Regions from separate parts of the Sus scrofa genome. Here region 2 is linked to region 1. A link is a contact called in public HiChIP or PLAC-seq data. All regions are on one chromosome and are shown on one strand. The core of a region is the stretch at or near the end of the contact, and the rest is flanking DNA. Distances in the headings are between cores, read along the strand shown.

What was found. HiChIP or PLAC-seq counts read pairs in DNA pulled down with a chosen protein or histone mark.
Region 2: an H3K27ac HiChIP or PLAC-seq map of alveolar macrophages shows a contact between it and region 1. The contact joins two enhancer-like sites. A contact is called at or near these places in 3 of 47 Hi-C or Micro-C datasets (embryonic fibroblasts, mesenteric adipose tissue and omental adipose tissue) and 1 of 2 datasets of contacts at active chromatin or transcription factors (alveolar macrophages).

The regions. Positions count from the first base shown.
Region 1 is chr3:47,586,087-47,589,393 of Sscrofa11.1, reverse strand. It overlaps LOC100511376 (E3 SUMO-protein ligase RanBP2), which reads left to right. Exons shown (of 30, transcript XM_021087106.1): 4 at 532-684. It also overlaps the pseudogene LOC100512223. Among named protein-coding and RNA genes, the nearest start is that of LIMS1, 42 kb to the left of the region's middle. Within about 2 kb of position 1,808, at least 1 of the 83 cell types and tissues checked has an H3K27ac peak or open chromatin away from gene starts, as enhancers often do. A contact at or near this core is called in alveolar macrophages, where this site is marked.
Region 2 is chr3:47,725,482-47,728,593 of Sscrofa11.1, reverse strand. It overlaps GCC2 (GRIP and coiled-coil domain-containing protein 2), which reads left to right. Exons shown (of 23, transcript XM_003124853.6): 19 at 1,054-1,271; 20 at 3,097-3,112. Among named protein-coding and RNA genes, the nearest start is that of GCC2, 32 kb to the left of the region's middle. Within about 2 kb of position 1,478, at least 21 of the 83 cell types and tissues checked have an H3K27ac peak or open chromatin away from gene starts, as enhancers often do. A contact at or near this core is called in alveolar macrophages, where this site is marked.

The sequences.
Region 1 (3,307 bases), core at 559-3,058:
AAGTTTTAGGTTATTAAGAGGTTATTATGTCATTAGGAGGTTAGCACTTGTACAAGAAGTTTAAATACCTATAAATTTTAAGTCTACTGTGGTCAGAAATGCTATTCTTATGTGTGTATTTCCTTCCTTTTTTTGCATTTACCTAATAAAAACAAAGTTTTTATTTAATTCAGCTTCAAAATTTTAACAACCTTGAAATAACATGTTGTCATTTAGAAAGAGAGTTATGAAAGTTCCCAGGCTAGGGGTCGAATGGGAGCTGCAGCTGCTGGTCTATACCACAGCTGCAGCAACTTGGGATCTGAGCCACTTCTGTGACCTAGGCTGCAGCCCAGCAATACTAGATCCTTAACCCACTGAGCAAGGCCAGGGATCAAACCTGCGACCTCATGGATACTCGTCTGGTTCTTAACCTGCTGAGCCACAATGGGAACTCTGTAGAAAGACAGTGAGGTTACCTGATACATTTTTATGTATGACTGTGTGGACCTTAGGAATCCTACTAATTTCTGATTTCTTTTTTGATAACAGCGTTCAGTGGAATTAAACCCAACGCAAAAAGATCTTGTGTTGAAGATTGCAGAATTGCTCTGTAAAAATGATGTTAGTGATGGAAGAGCAAAATACTGGGTTGAAAGAGCAGCTAAACTTTTTCCAGGAAGTCCTGCAATTTATAAACTAAAGGTAAAAAACTGAGCAAAACAAAGCATATAATAAAAGCAGTTGGGGAAAACTTAAGATACAGCTATTTCTAGTATTTGGAGTCTAAATGACTTTTCAGGAGCAAGTCTTAAACTCGTGTGTGTGGGGTTGGGCATGTGGGCAGTGGGTGAAAGGGGGTCAGAAGGGTACCCGCCCTTCTATAAGATCAGTAAGTCCTTGGGGTGTCACGTACAGCAGGGTACTGCAGTTAACAGTACTGTAATGTGCATTTTAGAGTTGCCAAGAGTGTAGATCTAAGAAGTTGTCATCACAGGAAGGAATAATTTGTAGCTCTATGAGGTGATGGATGTTGCTTTACTGTGAAAGCCATTTCATGGGCTATGCATGCACCCCAGTGTGCCGGCCGCGCTGTGTGCCTCAGGGATGGCGCCACATTTATCCTGGGGTGATTCATATTGTAGGGATTTTACTGTTTCCTCAATTTAAATTGAGCTGTCAGTGATACAAAATTGTGCTTCATTGGGTGAAAATTACCCATAGGGTGATGACAGTTTAGAGTTAAAAAGTTTTTAAAGAACTGTTGCCTGAAAATGGAAAGGACTGTGTTTATGGAATAGTGAGGTTTTCAGGCCAAAGTTAAAGACAGTTTCTCAAGTATGTTAGAGGTACTTACAAGTTGTTGCTAACGTATTAACTGATTCTGATTGTTATTCTTTACTGAGTAAAATGGCTCTTGGGGGAGAAAAATCTTTCCAAATGTATTAGGCAAACAGTTTTCAGGGTGTATTTTTAACAGGACCCCCTTGCTCTGCCATTTATACATGTTTCTGACAGAGTTTTTAAAACTTTAATTTTGAAATTAGAGATTTTCTTAGGAAATTGCAAAAATTGTACAGAGAGGTCCTGAATATACTTCATCCAGTTCTTTCAGTGGTTGGTTACATCTTAGTGTAGCTATAACAATATCAGAATCAAGATTTAGGCATTGGTGCATGTATGTATATTTTCATCTTACTGTGTGTGTGGATTTCCATAATCAGCACCACAGTCGCCATACAGAACCATCCATCAGCACAGGGTGGTGCTCTTTGTGCTGCCCTTTTGTGGTCACATTCACCCCTCCATCCCATCATCCTTAACTTCTGCTAACTGCTCATTTCTTCTGTCTTTATGGTTTTGTAATTTAAAATGTTGCAGAAGTAGAATCATGCAGCATGTGATCTTCTGAGGGTGAGTTTTTCATCCTGCACAATGTCCTTGATACCAGCCAGGTTGTGTGTGTCAGTAGTTGGTTCCTTTTATTGTTGAGTGGTATCTTGTCACATGGATGTGTCCTATGGTTTACCCATTTCCTTTTTTTTTTTTTTTTTTTTGTCTTTTTAGGGCCATACCTGTGGCATGTGGAAGTTCCCAGGCTAGGGATCGAATCGAAGCTGTAAGCTGCCAACCTACACCATAGCCATAGCAACCCGGGGATCTGAGCTGCATCTGCTACTCACACCATAGCTTAGGGCAACGCCAGATCCTTAACCCACTGAGCAAGCCAGGGATCAAACCTGAATCCTCTTGGATACTGGTTGGGTTCGTTACTGCTGAGCCATGACAGGAACTCCTAACTATTTACTTTTGAGGGAGATTTTGGTTTCCAGATTTTGGCTATTATAGATCAATAAATTGAATGATTGTGTACAGATTTTTTTTTTTTTTTTTCCTTTTTAGGGCTGCACCCACAGCATATGGAGGTTCTTAGGCTGGGGGTCTAATCGGAGCTACAGCTGTGACCTACACCACAGCTCACAGCAACACCGGATCCTTAACCCACTGAGCGAGGCCAGCGGTTGAACCTGCAACCTCATGGTTACTAGTCAGATTCATTTCCACTGCGCCACAATGGGAACTCCCGGATTTATAAATCAAAAGCGTTTTAAAAACTAGAAACTTTTTTTTTTTCCCTCTCTGTGATAAGCACACTTGGGTTTTAAATATTAATCTAAAATGTTAGGTATCATTGTACAGATTTATCTTATTACCTTTGTCTTATATCTCAAACATAGTTTTCTTATTGGCCGTGACAGTACAGTCCATTTGGTGACAGTGACATTAGGAACTATGTAAATAATGGGAGGGACTTATTTTTCTTGCAGTGTAAGAAAAGTTAAATGCTTCTGAGGCATCTTGATTTTCTTTAATGACTCTTTAAAGATGTTGTCTAAAACTAAATCTATGTCAGAGCCTCCCCACCCCCCCATTTTTTGGAATAGAAATCCATGAGATTGATAACTATTTAGCAGAGTAATTCAGTATCTCCTAAAATTTGAGGCTTATTTATAGTAAATAGTTTTCTGGCCCTTCTTTGCTTCTTCCTCTCTCTCATTGTCTCTCTCTCTCCCCCGCTTCTTTCTTTCTTTTCCTTTTTGGGCCGCCCTGTGGCACATGGATTTCTTGGGCCAGGGATCAGATCTGAACCACACTTGTGATCTGCACCACAGTTGTGATCTACACTGCAGCTTCGGTAATACTGGATCCTTTAATCTACTCATTGTGCCAGGTGTGGTGTCGAACTTGTGTCCTGACAATACAGAGAGGCTGCTGGCCCTGTTGCCACAGTGGGAACTCCTGTTTTTAAACATATAATTGAAGTCTA
Region 2 (3,112 bases), core at 229-2,728, 140 kb before region 1:
AGGTAACTCTGGGGGAGTCGCTCGGCCGACACCCAAGCTGCCCTGAGGACAGAGCAGCAGTCTAGGCAGGGGCTCATGGAGGCAATCCTGTCCCTGCCGTCGCTTGAGGCCTGGAAGCCCCTTAAGCTCTCCCCGTAGCTTTTATCCTCCATAGAGACTTGTCGCTGCCACCAGCTCTTCCTTTACTTGTCGGTGGGTGTTGTTTGAACAAAGTGCTAGAGAGAATCTAAAGTCATCCATCTGTGACCTTGGCAATTAAGACACCTCTTTTGAAACATTGTGTTTTTACTGCAGGTCTCCCTTTAGCCACTCAGCCTTATTTAAAACTTTGTATCATGTGCTCCCCTGTAGCACATAGGAAAAATCTCAGAGAGCTCTGTGCTGGGCTCTTTCCCCCAAGAGCTGGACTTCATATTGCAGGGGTGGAGTGGATAAAAGAAGGCTCTTGTTTTTTCTGTAATTGGTTCCATATTGTTTGAATTTCCAAGAGTATACTTATATAAAAAGAAAAATGATGTTTTACCAAAGTCAGATATATAAAATCATAAGTCTTATCTTACTTAACTATAGTTAAGTCAGATATATCAACACTCTAAGTGAATCATTAAAGCTAGCAATTCCCCAGTCAGTGTCAGGTGGACTACAGTAAAAGTGGCCAATTGCCAGCCCTGCTTTCGGTTTTCTCATGCGGTGGCTCTGGGAGGAGAACCTGCATTGGACAAGGTGCCCCGGAAGCAGCTGCAGAAAACTAAGTCTGTTTTGGGGGTTCATGTTAATTGGTTCCAAAATGGCCAGAACTTCCTTCCAGGGCTTTCTGTATGATTGAAAGTGTCCTTTTTCATGTTTTGAGGGTGATAGGGAAAAGGCAAGTTTATCCTGTGTTTGTGTGCGCTGCCACCCAGGCTGGCCTGGAGAAGTGGACTGGTGTAAAGTGACTTCACCATGTGTCCTGACCGCTGCTCACCTGAGCCTCCTCCTGCGCCCAAGGGTGGCTGACTTTTTCCAGGCTGGGTGGACTTGGGTCTCAGCCTTGGCATTGGCCCCTCTCCATAGGCTGTGCTCGGTGCAGGCGGAGAACACGGCGCTACGGACTGAGCAGGCACAGATGGCAGCCCAGCTGGCGGCCCAGGGCGAGGCACTGCGTGGTGGCTTCCGGGACCAGGTGCGGCAGCTGCAGGAGGAGCACCGGGGGACGGTGGAGACGCTGCAGCAGCAGCTGTCCCAGCTGGAGGCCCAGCTCTTCCAGCTGCGGAGCGAGCCAGCAACGAGAGGTACGTGCGTGTGTGGGGCGCCCCGGTGCATGTGTCTCTGCCACTGAAACGCGTCCCCCACATCTTCTTGAGAAAATGAAAACTTTGTGGGTGACGAGCAGCATCGCTTCCATGATCAATGAGTATGGGATTTGCTTAGTGAGACTGGAACACTGAGCCCGTCTTACCTCCATGACCTCTCAGTACCAGTTTTCATGTTTTTCTTCTCGTCTGACTCACGGGCTCTATCCGTCTCATGACCTGTGTCCAGATTCCAGTGGCCACTGAGTCACTGTTAGTCATCAAATACATCCAGTTTTTTTTTTTTTGGTGGGGGGGTGCTTTTTAGGGCCACTCCCGAGGCATATGGAAGTCCCCAGGCTAGGGGTCAAATCAGAGCTTCAGCAGCCAGCCTATACCATAGCTCACAGCAATGCCGGATTCCCAACCTACTGAGGGAGGCCAGGGATCAAACCCCCATCCTCATGGATACCAGTTGGGTTTGTTACCACTGAGCCACAACGGGAACTCCCCAAATACATCTGTTTTTCATCAGAAACTCTAGATAGCACTGAATTTGTAGGATCACTTGGCCACACATGGCTTCTTGCCTTTCAGATTTGTAATTAGTGGGATTTAGTTCAGGCACCCACACAACTGTCATTCTGCTTCCTGGAAGAGATGGGATGTGTCAGCCAAGATGAGGACACTCTGGAGTATTAAGTACCAGCCTTTGACTTAGTACCGGTGCCTTGTCACCAGGGCATTGGCAGCCATGGGTCACTTGTCAAGGCTGGAAACCAGCTTCAAGAAATTGTAAATTAGCCAAGAGTCATCAAAGGAAGTACCCAACCAGGGGTCAGCAGTAGAATCGGCAGTTAGAAGAGGGTCAGAAACTCAGAGACAGGCCTCAAAAGGCAGCTGAAGGGTAGTGTCTGAAAGCTGAGGATGGGGACTTCATAGAAAGGAGAATAAATGAAATTGGACCTTAAAAGTTGTGGTCAGAATTCTGGTTGCTAACACAGTTCTGAGTCCTTGGACAAAGCCATTTAATGTCTCTGACCTTCTGGTTTCTTGGGATTAGTAAAGTAATGTGCTCAAAGTACCCAGCCCTACTCAGTGTGGGTTATTTGCAGGCAGGCAAGCCCTGCCCGGGAACTGTGACAGGTTAGCCTGCCCTGGGCTTGGGCCCTTGCCTGGATGCTGAAGATGAGAGCGGGTAGTGACAGGAACCAGCAGGGACATCTTCAGAGCTGACCCCTGCTTCAGAAATAGCTAGAATGTGGTTTAGGAATTTCTGCCCATGCTGGCAGCAGGCCAGCCCTCTGCACTGTGTTCCCTAATAGTTTATCTTAATGCTAGTGGTAACTATCACATGTTCTGAATTGACTTAAGTGGTTTAAAGTTCAGTCACTAAGTTTTTAGGGCTTTTTTTTTTTTTTTTTTTTTTTTTTTGTCTTTTTGCCATTTCTTGGGCCGCTCCTGTGGCATATGGAAGTTCCCAGGCTAGGGGTCAATCAGAGCTGTAGCTGCTGGCCTACACTAGAGCCACAGCAACGCAGGATCCAAGCCACGTCTGCGACCTACACCACACCTCACGCCAACGCCAGATCCTTAACCCACTGAGCAAGGCCAGGGATAGAACCTGCAACCTCATGGTTCCTAGTCAGATTCGTTAACCACTGAGCCATGACGGGAACTCCTGTCTTCTGGTTATTCAAATTCTCTGCCATATCATTTGACATCCCTAGAATCATTTAGCTTTATTGTGTATCTTTTTAACGCTGAATCCATGATTTTGAGCAGTCTCACACTTACTCTTTCAAAAAAAAAAATCATGTAATAGGCCCAGCTTCTTCCCA